Regions from separate parts of the Mus musculus genome. Here region 1 is linked to region 2. A link is a contact called in public Hi-C data. All regions are on one chromosome and are shown on one strand. Each heading gives the region's core, a stretch centred on a gene start, on an enhancer-like site or on the middle of the called end of the contact. The rest is flanking DNA. Distances are from core to core; before and after follow the strand shown. Region 1 has its middle 30 kb from the start of Sox5os3. Region 2 has its middle 180 kb from the start of Sox5os3.

Region 1 (6,868 bases), core at 1,379-3,878, 150 kb before region 2:
GAGGAAGGGATAAGGGAAGGACAGGAAAGAGAGAGGGGAAGGGAAGGAGGAGGGGAGAGCAGAAGAGGGAAGGAGGAGGGGACAGGGGGGAGGGAAGGAGGAGGGGAGAATGGGATGGCAGGAGAGAGAGAAGAGGGAAGGTTGAAATCATGCAAACTCATAACTCAGTCACAGCTCCACGAGCAGCTTCAACTCCCCAAACCAACACGTCCACGTGGAGGCCAAAGTCTTCCATCACACGCAAAACACAGCACCAGTTATACACCACAGGGTATACTGTGACATTCTCTTCTATCACAGAGTCAAATTTTGATTTAATTCCAATATAAAATGATAACAGTTTTATGGCACTCTCATACATAAAGGACCTTCTGATGTATTCAGTTGGCTATTTTCAACTTTTCATGGTGAGGTCTTGAGCTCAGAACTTTGGCAGGCTGACCGGAAGCAAGGCTTCACCATCCTGCTCGATGTCTTGGCATAGGCAAGGCAGCCACTGGCGATGTTTATCCAGTTTCACTTTGTGATTGTCACTGGAAATAAGTTACATGCAAGACGGATCCCTCTGCAGTCACACAAAGACTTCCTTGGTTATTTCTCAGTAATGCAAACTGAAATACTGGAAAAGGACTTTGTAACTCCTACAACTTGTTGGTGGCAACATGACATAGCCCTGTCCTCAGCACAAAAAGGTAACTGGGCAGTGTCTCCCATAGTTTTTAATCTTACTCTAATTTCATATAGTTGATATTTATTTTAATTTTATCCATGTGCTTAACTTTAATAAGCATACTCATCCAGAAAAACAGACGGATTTGGAATCTCCTTAAGTATAATGTGGCAGTGGTTACATCTTTATGCTAGTTTTGAAAATGCACGATTGTCTCAGCAATAATAAAGGTGTGGATGGGCCATGTTTTATAAGTACTCAAGTGCCTTATAACCATTTGAAGAGAGACTCTTTGGAAGCTCCACCAGTCAGCAAATGCTCAGGGTTAATAATGAGAAAGACTTGACTTTTGGGCATCTGACGACAAAGACTGTGAATCCTATTTCTTTCAGAGACGTGCACTTTCTACATTGTCAGTTCTCCAACTTTGGGCATTTGTTTCAACAGATTATTGGTGTATACTACACTGAGCCTTGAAGATGCCCTTCAGTAATTCAATGGTTGATGATAATGCAAATTTCAGAGTAACACACACACTAACAGATCTGCCAATGGGTTCAGATAATGGGGGAAATCACACTGATTTTTTTAAAATAAATATTTGTATTTGTTAGAGAATTTTATACATTTTAATCATATTAACCCTCAAATTAACCCCTCAAAGAACCACCCCATGTCCTTCCCCTTCCTTTTTGTTTTTAATTTAATAGCCATCCACTCCAACTTACACTGCCAATATACTTCTGGACGTGGGGCCAGTCAATGGAACATGGTAGGCCTAACAGGACCCACACCCTTAAAGAAAACAGCTCTCCCGTCCCAGCAGCCAGCAATGTCCGCAGATCTTCAGTTAGGAGTAGGGATCCAAGGGCCCCCTGCAGTTCTAGCATGGAACTGCAGCTAGCATCTACTGGCTTGCTCTTCTTGTGCAACAGCCACAGCTGCTGTGAGACCCTGAGTACAGCTGCCTGCTCACATCCAGAGGACGATGTTTTGCTCTGGTCCTCCCTGACCTCCAGCTATTTCAGTCTTTCTGTCTCCTCAGATGGTCCCTGAGCCTTGGTGGAGGCCCTGTGCTGGCTAAGCACCCCCACCCACCCACAGCACATCACACACACACACACACACACACACACACACACACACACACACCACATACTCAGTCATTCTCTATACTTCCGTGAATTGTGAGTCTCTGCAGTAATCACCACCATCTGCTACACAAACAGGTTTCCCTGATGGGGCCAGAGAGCTACCCTGTATAGTATAGGGATATGAATGTAGAGAGCAGTTTGATACCATGTCCACTTAGCAAAATGACAGTAGTACGCTCACCTCTGGGTCTGTCATTGATTTTTTTTTCTCAATTCAAATTTCACATATGAAAATATGACAAGCAGTAATTTCAATCTCAGCAATGTTACTCATGGAATAGATGAACATTCCAGTAGCAAGCATCAGTCTTGTCTGCGTTTCTACCCCTTCATTAAGCCATCTTCTGACAAACTGTGGCACGCGTATGATCTGTGTGATTAGATGTTATCCTGATGCATGTCTCACTTTGTTTACTTTGTTATAAATACAATAATATAGAGGGATGTGCTGGCAGAGTCATACCGGCGGGCTTATCTCTTTCGGACCCTGCACAATCCAGAAGACAGACCGTGTGACCAGACTCCAGTTTTCAGTTGGAGGGCGATGTACTCACGTATAATAGCAAATGCATGGTTATGTGTGTGCATGCACGTACGTACTTACATATATACACATACATGAGCATCACATGCATGCGTATTTTCACTTAGGTAAAGTAACTTGCTCAGGTTCTAGCGTAGAGTAAATAAACCATTCTTTGTTATTTCCATTGCAGAAGCTTTTACAGAACTCTGCCATCTCATTTCCACCTGAGGGGGGAAAAAGAAGCTGACTTTTAATCATTAACTCACTGAGAGCCAGGCCGGCAATATTTGTCTGTCACATGGCATACCATGTCCTAGTAACTTGACACACACTGTCTTGCTGTTCCTTGTCACTATGTGGATAAAGCACAGAATGGTCGCATTTTCCTTGAGGCCACACAGCTAGGAATTCATAGCATTTATGTTTAAACCTTGGTAGCCTTCCAATGTCCTGTGCCGTGGCTACAATTCAAAGTGGCACTTTCCCACGGGCTTCCCAATGTGTTTGGAAGGGTGGCTTGCTTAATAACAGTCTTAATACCTGATGAGCAAACTCGTTGTTTATTTGTTTTTTAAAGAGCAAATTTGATCATCCATCCTGGCAACGAAGCAGCCTTCTCTTTTCTTGCTATGTCTGATTTTCACGCTGACTTTTGAAAAGTGGACTTGAGGCTTGGTGAAACAGGAGTGTGTATCTCAGAGACATGGAGTGGAAGATTGATGCCTGGAATGAATGTTCTAGGATTGTTCGGATCAGTCAGAAGGATTAGTCATAGTTTGGTTATAAAATCAAGAGTTTTGCCTCTTCTGATAATAGTCATCAAATTTACATGAGTTTGCGTTAAAGGGTTTCATGTGCAGTGTTCCAACAGATAACCAACACACAGCTTTCCCCTCTTTCTCAACCTGAAAGATCACTTTTAACTCACCCTGAAGAAGTCTGGGCTGCAGAGCAGGGTTTGGGAGGTCTGTTAGCTCATACCTCAGTCATTCGTCTTTCAGTCTAGTCCCAAGTCTCCACAGCCAGCATCAAAAGGCCTGAAAAATCAATATTTGGGTTCTGAGCCTTCTGCATGGGGGTGGGTGGGCACTGCGACCCACCTTTTTAATTTGCCCCCTGATGTTTTTCTCTAGTTTCTTTTCCTCGCCTCTTCCTGAACTAGGAAAGGCAGGGATGTTTTATCAAGCCCCGGTGGCCACTTCCACCAGCGTGCATCCCTGCCTGTTAGTCTTTTACTGTTACACACATTCACACCTCATGTATTTTGCTCTAAAACAGAACATCTGAGTTGATTCTGCGCTTGCAAAGACCTCAGAGAGATGGAAGATGGATTTAATGTTGCTGTTTTTAGATGGGGCTGTAAATAGGATGGCAGCTGTCCTTGGATGCATAGCTCATATACGGTACACACGCTGAATAGACGCAGATGAAAGATTGCACCCAATTAATCCTCACAAAAACCCTACATCTCAGCCATCAAAAACCTTAACCATAGTGTATGTATTTATTCTATACCCCCACAGATGTAATCTCACACTTTGAAGGGGACTCGTAAAGAGAGTGGAGATGTCTACCATCCCCAGGAGGGTTCAAGTGACCTTTTAAATCCTGCAGACAATTCAAATCTATGTACATGAATGATCTATCAATATTGGTTAGGCACACTTCTTTACGATGCAGGGTCAAGAGGTTGCTCTTTATAGGAACTGTTCCTTTGCTGGAACAGGCTGAAGCAGAAAGTTCCTGTGAAAGTCAGAACGTGGCAGTCACAGCACAAGAGCCCCCCAGAAGGTTCCCATTGAGTAGCAGTTGAGGATTTCTGTGACAACCGTCTCAAGTACATTGCTAACAGGATAGGCATGGTAGGTAACCAACTGTCCAGGAGCTTTCCCCAGATACTGCTGGCTGGGGAGATAACGTAGTCAGTAGTAGCCTGTGTGTCCTGCAAGCATGAGGTCAGCTCCCTAGCACTCACTCATAACCCCACAGCAGCTGGTTATAAATATGCATGCCTGCAATCCCAGCTGTGGAGGCAGAGGCAGGAGAACACTTGGGAACTTGCTGATCTTGCCAAACTGGTGAAATCTGAGTTCAGTGTGAGAGGCTTTGCCCCAAGAAATCAAGTGGGACGTTGACTAAGGAAGGCATTCAACAGTGACTTCTGGCCTCTGCCTGCTCACACACACACATGTATCCGCACATACCTGCAGGCCTCTCTCTCTGCGTGAAGAAGTGGTGGCTTATAAATATTTGAATGTGAAAATTCAATGTATAAAATTAAATCATGCATTTAATCATTGTGTACATAGGTGGTTTTAAAGTTCAGGCAGTAACAGAGGACGACAAATCAACTGCCCTGGAGGACACTGGGTCCTGCGGGAAGGCTTCCTGAAAGTGCTAATGACTTCCAGGGAAGCTGAGTAAGCGTTTCATTTCATAAGCGCTGAGGGGAATGGATCATGACCATGGGGGAGATAAGAACATCGATGGAAGAGGGACTTCACAGCCAGAGATAACATGGCGTGAGGCACTGTGGGATGGGGACACATGGAATAGGCTAGGGTTACCATTCTCCTACATATTTTCTATGTGTGAAGGAAGGCTGTTTGGAGCCTCCAGTAAGGGGGAGGCTGGGAAAAGCAAGTAAATTATGGAGAGAATTTCACTTTTACGCCTCTAACCGCAGTTTGCTTTGTTTCTGGGACATCCCCGGCGTTAAATCCTGACTCTGGTCCTTTGCTATCTTGTGATCTTAAGCAATCTTCTAAACCTTTCAGACTATCTTCTTCAGACACCGTGAGTTCTGATGTTTACCATGAGGCAGTGCATGGGCCAGACATGGTGACACACTACTCTAAGCCTAACCCTGGATGAACAGAGAACCCTGCTGTGCCAGGCTAGCTGGGTCAACATGGTGAGATTCAGAGAAATGTGGCCACATGGTGAGACCGAGTTTCAGAAAACAAGTGAATCGCTGTAAGAGATCCCTGAGTGGCACACGGCTACACGATATGTGGCACACAGCCATCCACGTGTGTGGCACACAGTTACCTGATGTGTGGCACACGGCTGCCCTGTGTGTGGCTCATGGCCAGCCACCCAGTGTATAATTGAGAGATAGTCATTTACTCATCTTCATCTGTGTCTTCTTGGCCACTGTTTGATAGCGTCACCTTAGTGTCTGCCTTAGTCTGCATGAAGCTGAAACCTAGAGGGCTGCCCGGGAGACTCAGGAGCTCTGGGCCAGGGTTTGGAGACCTGGGTTTTAGTTCCCATTGCATGGTGACTTCAAGTGTTCACTGTCAATTCAGCCCTCTCTCAAAGGGAAGACTGGGGGATGAAAGTCCGTGTGACTCACAGCCTTGTCATTCAGCCCCATGTCTCATGGGCAGCCCAGTGACCTGAAAGTGCTAACTTAGATAGCTGAGTTCCAGTAAAGGCTGACTAAACCAGATATTTTCTGTTCTGGTGAAATGTGATTTGTAACACCTAAACTCATTTTAAAGAGCTGTGCTTGCCCCATGTTTGCAGAAAATGGCAAAACTCAGAGCAAGTAATGCATTGGAATTCATGAAATATGCTAGGCCTGTGGTCTCATATCTGTTATCCCTGCCTTTCAGAGGCTGAGATAGGAGGACCACCATAAGTTTGGGCCAGTTTAGGCTACACAGTAAGAGGCTAGTCTGAGTTAGTGACAGAAACCTCATCTCAAAACAACAAACAGCAATAGCAAGAGGAAAACCCACGAAAGAAGAAAGAAAGGATAAACTGACAAAGGCAGTGACTGGCAGCTTTGAGCTCGCCCACGGGCTAGAAGAGCAGGTTGTGCAGTGTGTTCTCCCATGGCTGTGGACCTCAAAGCTCTGATGGGGCTCAAAGCATGAAGATGCAGTCGGTCAAATCATCTAGAGAGGTGCACATGAAACATACTTGCTCAGAACACTCTCTAAATGTGGAGGGGTTCACACCCAGGTGCTGTTGGCAGGGTCATTGGGTCTAGGACAGTTAACTATAGAATCCAGACCACAGCTCTTTGATGTGTCTCCTCCAAAGACACAATGTAACTACTATTTCTCTAAAGGTTTTTTCTCATTATCATTTTGAAGTGAGCAGCTATGGCCCTGTAGGATCTTGATGTACCCTCCCTTCTGTCTCCTGTTTTGTTTTCACCTGTTAATCTTGTAACCAGCCACTTCCCACATGGATTACCTTGTAATTGAAACTGTAAAAGCCCATGGCAGGTAACCCTATGGCTGGCAGATGGTCCCCCTGGTGTGTCAGCTGTCTCAGAGGCATTAAAAAAGAACTACAATGTGGTGAGAGAGAGAGAGAGAGAGAGAGAGAGAGAGAGAGAGAGAGAGAGAGAGAGAGAGAGAATCAGAAACAACAAAAAGATAAAACAACCCTCCCCACGCACACACACACACACACACACAAAAAAACCCAGATTCTATAACTCGAAATTTAACAGAATGTATTTGCTAACACTTTCCAAGCTGCCTCAAGACCCAAATTCAT
Region 2 (7,141 bases), core at 3,669-6,168:
TCTTGGCAACAGCAGCGATGTCAGGGTTTATTCTTTAAGCACTGTCTTACCTTAGGAACGGCGATGAGGAACTGTGGGAAATTCTTCCTAGCGGGGTTTCCTTGCAAGGCCGAGTTAACTGTAAGATTCCATGCGGGAGATGCGGACTTGACTTTGGAGCGATACCGGCCACAGTGTTGGGTTCATTGCTCATCACCTGTGTCTCAGGCTCCTCAGATGAAAAGGGGTAAATAACTGTGAAGAACAGAACACCGTGCAGATGCCAGGATGCACAGTCCGCCAGGCACATTAGACTTTAAAACCCCCAGCGTGACTGGCGATCGAGCCACTCTGTGAATGATTCAGGCTTCCCTTCGGTAGGAAGAGAGTACCTTATTAAATCTAAATGTCCCTTAATACCATGACCTCAGGATAAATTAAGGAAAAATTGACAGAACAATGGAGCGAATAGACAAACAGACTGGAGCGATGGCACTAACTCACTTTCCTTAGCAGTTAATAGAATAAAACGGATGGGAAAAGACAGAGAGGCTCACAATGGGGAGGCCAGGTTAAGGAGCCTGACCTTGGGAGCCTGGTAGAGCCATTCACATAACTGAAACTGATATGATTCTCATGCACACATGGGACAGTTACTTAAACCAGAGCAGACTGTAAGTGAATAAATGAGTTTTAATAGAGAGGCTCTCAGTCATTTTCAAGGATTTGGAACACTTTGAGAATAAAATCACGACTCAAACAGTTAACACAAAAGGATCTAGAAATAACGCTGTGCAATTAAAAACAAGTCAAAGTAGCAATGATAAAACTTTAACATTAGGTATGAAAAGCCTATACGCAGTGGTAGGACATGTATAAAATGTGCCTATTAGCAAGTTTACTGACCTAAATAAATATGTTGTAAAAGAAAAGAGAGAGTAAGAATTAGTAGATCTATAATTAATCTCAAGAAGTTGTATCCCAGCAGAGAGAACAGACATGTTAGCAAAAATGTCCATTCTCCTGATATGATTGTTATATGTTGAATGTATGCAAGGGTTACTGTACCTTGCCTTTCAGATACGTAGAGGTATTAAATGTCAACTAGTGCTTACTATTTTTAAAACCGTCCAGGAGCCACATGCGTTAGCATACTCTGCAACCCTAGGACATAGGAGGTGTATGCTGGCGCATCAGGAGTTCAAGGCCAGCCTCAGATACACAGTAGGGCTAAGGCCATCACGGGCTACACGGGATCCAGTCTCTCAACAAACAGCAAAGCAACAACCAAAGTTAAAATAGTAAGGCAAAAGCTGGGCGTGGTGGCGCACGCCTTTAATCCCAGCACTCGGGAGGCAGAGGCAGGCAGATTTCTGAGTTCGAGGCCAGCCTGGTCTACAAAGTGAGCTCCAGGACAGCCAGGGCTATACAGAGAAACCCTGTCTCAAAAAAAAAAACAAAAACAAAAACAAAAAAAAACAAAAAACAAAAAAAAAAATAGTAAGGCAAAAACACTAACATATGAATGAAATTATTGGAATAGGGGACTGAAGTAGGAAATGGGGACTGGAAAGACAGCTCACTGGTTAAGAGGACTTCTGCTCGTGCAGTGGACCAAGGCCTGATTCCCCTGACCTTCAGAACTCACACTAGACAGCGCCACCTGGTTGTTACATCACAGGGAAGATCAGAATCGCTGAGAATGGTAAATATTTTCCCTCAATCTCTGAGACTGTGCAAGCAAGCCAACAGCCCGTCAGTGATCAGCATCAGGACCGAGGCTGTGGGCTTCACAGCAGATAGGAAGAGGTGGGTGGACAGAAAAATACAAGGCAGTGAAGTGACCTAGAAAGAAACAGCCAAGGAATCCCATAACCGGAGGGAGAATCGGCCGCAGGGATCAGGACTGACCTGCAGAGTACATTTTGAATCTAAATAACTCCCTAGGCAGACACAAGAAGAAAGTGGATCTGATATTAAGTAGCTTTACAAAGGAGATGAGGGGGCCACTTCTGCCTCTGATAAGGGATCATGGACTCTAGACATCAAAATTAATAAGAACAGTGTGAGAAAGGCTACTTACAGGACCACTGTGCTCAGGATGACAAATGGGAAAATCCTCAAAACCCAGGCAGCAAAGTGAACTGAGCAACATGCAGAAAGAATGATGTGTTGTATGCAGTCATGCTGTCTCAGAAATCCAAGCCTTGCTTGCTAGTGGGAAGTGTGATGCAGAAGATAACCATTTCAAGAAACTAAGCATAAATCCTTAGTAAAATGTTGCTTCTATGCCTTCTATCTCTAAAACTGTTTGTAGTTGGAGGGGGGGGTACTTCTTATGATATGAAATAAGATCTCTAGCACACACAAATGGTTGAGCCACCTATTGTCAGCTTTCCTTTAGTGATCAAAAACACGGAGTGACTCCTTGCAATCGCCTTACTATTCACTGTTATTATCATTATTATTATTTGTGGAAATTATAGCCAATAAAGTAAAACGTGACAAACACCTTAGGATTGCCGCTGCTGGCAAATGATGTGTTAATCTAAAAGTTAGCCAAGGCGGATGCATATAGTCACAGAACTAACTGTATGTTTGTATGTGAGTAACAGTTGTTATGTTCCTAGTACTACGAGATATATAGTATGATTATTTCCCTGTTTAAGGTTTTGTTTTATTGGGACCACCCAAAGTTCAGAAGAGGAAACTGAATCTGTTGGATCTGGAGGTTCAGCCCTTTGCAGGGTGCGCAGGTTGTCTGCGATCCGAACTCTAGTCATCATTTTAAGCACCCTTAACCACTGAGCTATCCCTCCAGCCTGTTGGTATAATGTTTTCCAAAGCCAATGTGAGTGGTGAGATAGACTACATTTATAGATGGAAAGAGCCAGTCACGTAGAAATAAAAGTTTATGATAAGTTTAAGATTCCAAGGCTATATGAGTGACATGTTAACTGTGAACATTTAGCATGCATTTTGGAAACCAACAGTGGCTTCTGCCTTCTACCGTGCAGACAAATGTCAGTATCGTTGCCTGGGTCCTTAAGGTCAGAAACCCGAGAGGCCGAGTTAGGAGAATCTCTTGAGCCAAGAGTTCAAGGCAGCCTGGGCAATTTAGTGATAACCTGTCTCTTTAAGATGTCAATTTTTGCTTGTTCAGAACCTGAGTATAAGAGGCAAAACACTAAGTCTGCTATCCAAGACTCTAAGAGAATAATCTGAGGTAGATCCACGAAGCCAAAGAGGCCACACACAGCCTGCTTTACTTTTCATTTGTCAGAAATGTCTTGAAAAGAATCAAAGAAGAGAGCAAGGGGAGGCAGGCTTAACTTACAAAGTACCTACAGTTAGTTACCGACCATGACTCAAGGATCCACATTTGATACAGCCCAGCATGCAGCCGGCAAGGAAAGAAATCCAATGTCACTTTAGATAAATTTCCAGCTATGAAAAAGTGTTTTGGGGCAAGGGGATGGCTTCATTGATAAAGTACTTGCCTTGCAAGTGTTAGGTCTGGAGTTCAGATCCCCAGAAACCATATTAAAAGCTAGGCAGGCATGGTGGCCACTTGTAACTTCAGAGGCAGAGATGGGGTCTCCAGGGAAGCTCTGGGTTCATCAATAAACACAAATGGGGAGTCATTGAGGAGATTACCCAATATCTTCTCTTAGTGTCGCAGGGCTATGTACGCCTATCAAATCTGACACATGAATGCCAACACACATATACAGGCGAATAAACACCACACACACATACACACATGCTCACATGTGTGCACGTACACACATGATAATAATAATAATAAAGAATATTACACAGGAGAATGCTTCTACTTCCTAAATAATTGCCAAGATAGACAATCACAGATGTCACCCAACAAAATCTAAATGGGGTAAAAGTAAAAATATTAGTATAATTAATATTGGTTAAGGGAAAAATGCAAGATTCATGAGAGTATATCCAAGATGATCCTAGAGCAATCAAAGTATACTGTTCAAGAAAGCATTGTAGATTGTGAAACTCTAAAGAAAAGCAGGAGAAAACTCTGTGAACTGAGGTGGGAGTGGCCTTGAAGATCAACCAATGGCTATGGTCGAGGTGGGAGAGGCCTTGAAAATCAACGAATGGCTATGGTTGAGGTGGGAGTGGCCTTGAAGATCAACCAATGGCTGTGGTCAAGGTAGGAGTGGCCTTGAAGATCAACCAATGGCTGTGGTCAAGGTGGGGGTGGCCTTGAAGATCAACCAATGGCTGTGGTCGAGGTGGGAGTGGCCTTGAAGATAAACCAATGGCTGTGGTCAAGGTGGGGGTGGCCTTGAAGATCAACCAATGGCTGTGGTTGAGGTGGGAGTGGCCTTGAAGATAAACCAATGGCTGTGGTCGAGGTGGGAGTGAGATGGTAGGGGTAGAAGAAAAGCTGATTCAGGTATATTTCTCACCAAGGTAGGCCCTGGTAGGGTTAGCTTGAGTTTCACTGTAAGGACGTTAACAAACTTCAAAATCACTGTGTAAATGATTTTAAAATTTATTTCCCTAGTGGTAACACATATTTTAGGTAGGAGATGTGTGTTGTAAGTATTGAAAATTAAGCTAATCTGCATTTCAAAATTAGGTTAATAGTTCCAGATACTTGTAAAATTTTGCACACTGAGAATGAAACATGATAAAATAAACTAAGCATTCTTCCCAGTAGGCTTTTTGTCAAAGGAATGTGATAAAGGCTGTGAGACGCTGCCACAAGATTGACTGGGAGCGAAAGAATTTGAGACGTAGAAAATGATGGATATTTTATTTATGCATGTTTAAAATGCTTCATGTTAAAACACCCTTTTCAACAAATTAACAGCAGTCAGAAAAAGCCTGAGTTGAACAACAGCCTGCAGACACAGGCCACCGCAAACAACAGGAAAATGTAGTTTCCCACAGGTACTTCAAACCCAGTGTTTGTGGAGGAGGATGGGGAAGGCGGCCAGCCACACCGTTGGCCAGGCCTGTTTTCTCATCTCCTCTAGAGTTTGAATTCTTTCAATAGTCATGACATTTACAGTTATTTGCTTTAACCACTAAAGCCAGTTAATGATTTGTGATTCTTTGGGGTTACTGGTGTTTTCGATCTCTTTTTCTTCTACCTGCAAAGCGACCCCTTTGTTTTAATCACATACCACCCATGCCACAGCCTCACCCCCGTGCCACCGCCCCACCCCCAACCATGCCTCCCTGCCCACGCCTGCCCTTTGGTTACCCTAATGCAGAAACGTAAAATGCTTTATGGCTTGAAAAGGAAAATACCAATGTATTGCAAATTGTCAAGTGAGTTCTAGGTAATCAAAGATTGTCCTGCAATATACAGTTTTGTTTTGTTTTGTTTTGTTTTGTTTTTTAAGGCATTTTATCCCTTCAGTGTTCAATGGCCTCTGAGAATGAGCTATTTTGTTGACAAATCCACTCTCTAAATTGTGCAACGTTAATGAGACCTCTGAGCTGTACACTTTTACATTTTAATGTGGGTGGTGCTTTAAAAAAAAAAGCCTCACCAAAACAAAATACTGAATATGATTGATGTCGATTTTAAAAGGTCTCCCACCTGTAGTGTGACACGCTCATTACTCTGAAAACATAATAATTAACGGGATTGAAAGACCACAGCTTTATCCAATGACCTCCTGAAATGCAGACCTCAGTCGTCATCTGAAAACGGAGAGCACTCCCCTGCCAGTTGTTCACACTCGGGCTCCTGATCCTGCACACTGTGCAAGTGCCTGCCTCGCCACACAGTTCCTTCTAGAATCCTCTGGAGATATGCAGTCTGCAGAGGCCATTCTAGGCACCTGCATTTTTTGATCCTTAAGTATTAACTTGTGTGATATTTTCTGTACGGCATAGTGTTTCTGGCTTTCTTTAAAACTTCTATTACTCTTTCTTTCAGGATCTTTAAAGGTTTGCTTTTATTTTATGGTGTGTGTGTGTGTGTGTGTGTGTGTGTGTGTGTGTGTGTTGTGCATCATGTAGGTGCAGTGCCCTAGGAGGCCAGAAGAGGGTGTCAGACCCTCTGGAACTGGGATTACATATGGCATCTCTATTGTTAGGTACCATGTGGGAACCGGGAACTGGTTGGCGTCCTCTGGAAGAGCGGCCAGTGCTAGTAACTGCGGAGCTATTGCTGCAAACCCCTTTCAGGATCTTTTATAAGGATCATCTTTTCTTGTGATGGAAATTTCCTTTTGATAGACCTCCAGCTTAGTCTTACTAACTCAACAGAACATCTTCAATAAAAATACTATGGGGAAAATTCCAAGAGGATGTTAAAACCAAATGGGCTCCACCCTTTATGATGTTTTTGGCTCATCAGGAAATTATAAACATATCTGACAATGCTGGCAGGTCTCCATGCTTCACATAAACATAGTATTCATCTGGGACTAACATAAGATTATTAGCCTTCTCTTCTGTGCATGTAATTCACCTGGGGAACCTTACTAGTGCATTTGAATTTCGGAACCCAGAGAGAAACACATTAACAACGCTAGTGGAAAATGACAGCTGATGCTCAGGTCTTTGACTAAGGCTTTCCATTTCCTCATCGACTGAAAATAATGTTGACTTAGAAGTAATAGAAGAGTTAGTTTGATACTTTTAAAATGTCAGATGACAAAGTGAGTCAGCAGATTAATCAGAGCTGCTCAAGACTGGCTGCGTTTGTCAGCAATTATTTATAATTAAGAGCCTCTTTGCACCAAAAGAAATAACATATGAACCACTGAGCAGAGTCCTTAGAGACTCATATGAATGGGCCAGGCTTGGTGTCCTATCTTTCTTTAGGACTGAAAGTGACAGAGAAATGATCCTAAGAATGACAACTGAAGGGACAGGGCCAAGCTGAACCACCTCCACGTTTAAAATCACTCTTTTGCATCTCACACTGGCTTTCTTTGAATGAACCTGCATCTTTCACTTTAAAACAACAACAACACCAACAACAACACTGTACATTCTTTTTAAAATTTCATGCATCAGTGTAGTGGTCTCTGCGTAGTGTTTTGTATTCTTATACAGACTGTGAATTCTTATACAGATTCTAGACTTATCTAGAGTCTCCTTTCTGGTTTGGTATTTAGGAAAAACTCCAGAAGAACTGAAGCTGTTTAACATTTTCCATGGA

Evidence for each region. Hi-C and Micro-C count contacts between places; a contact is called where the count stands out from the background.
Region 1: a contact with region 2 is called in a Hi-C map of liver, with 4 times the contacts expected there. The contact joins two enhancer-like sites. A contact is called at or near these places in 4 of 484 Hi-C or Micro-C datasets (embryonic fibroblasts and liver) and 2 of 115 datasets of contacts at active chromatin or transcription factors (CD8 T cells and neural progenitor cells).

Annotation. Positions count from the first base shown.
Region 1 is chr6:144,639,596-144,646,463 of GRCm38.p6, reverse strand. It overlaps a transcript of Sox5 not described here. Among named protein-coding and RNA genes, the nearest start is that of Sox5os3, 30 kb to the left of the region's middle. Within about 2 kb of position 2,628, at least 15 of the 459 cell types and tissues checked have an H3K27ac peak or open chromatin away from gene starts, as enhancers often do. A contact at or near this core is called in liver, where this site is marked.
Region 2 is chr6:144,489,993-144,497,133 of GRCm38.p6, reverse strand. It overlaps a transcript of Sox5 not described here. Among named protein-coding and RNA genes, the nearest start is that of Sox5os3, 180 kb to the left of the region's middle. Within about 2 kb of position 4,918, at least 7 of the 459 cell types and tissues checked have an H3K27ac peak or open chromatin away from gene starts, as enhancers often do. A contact at or near this core is called in liver, where this site is marked.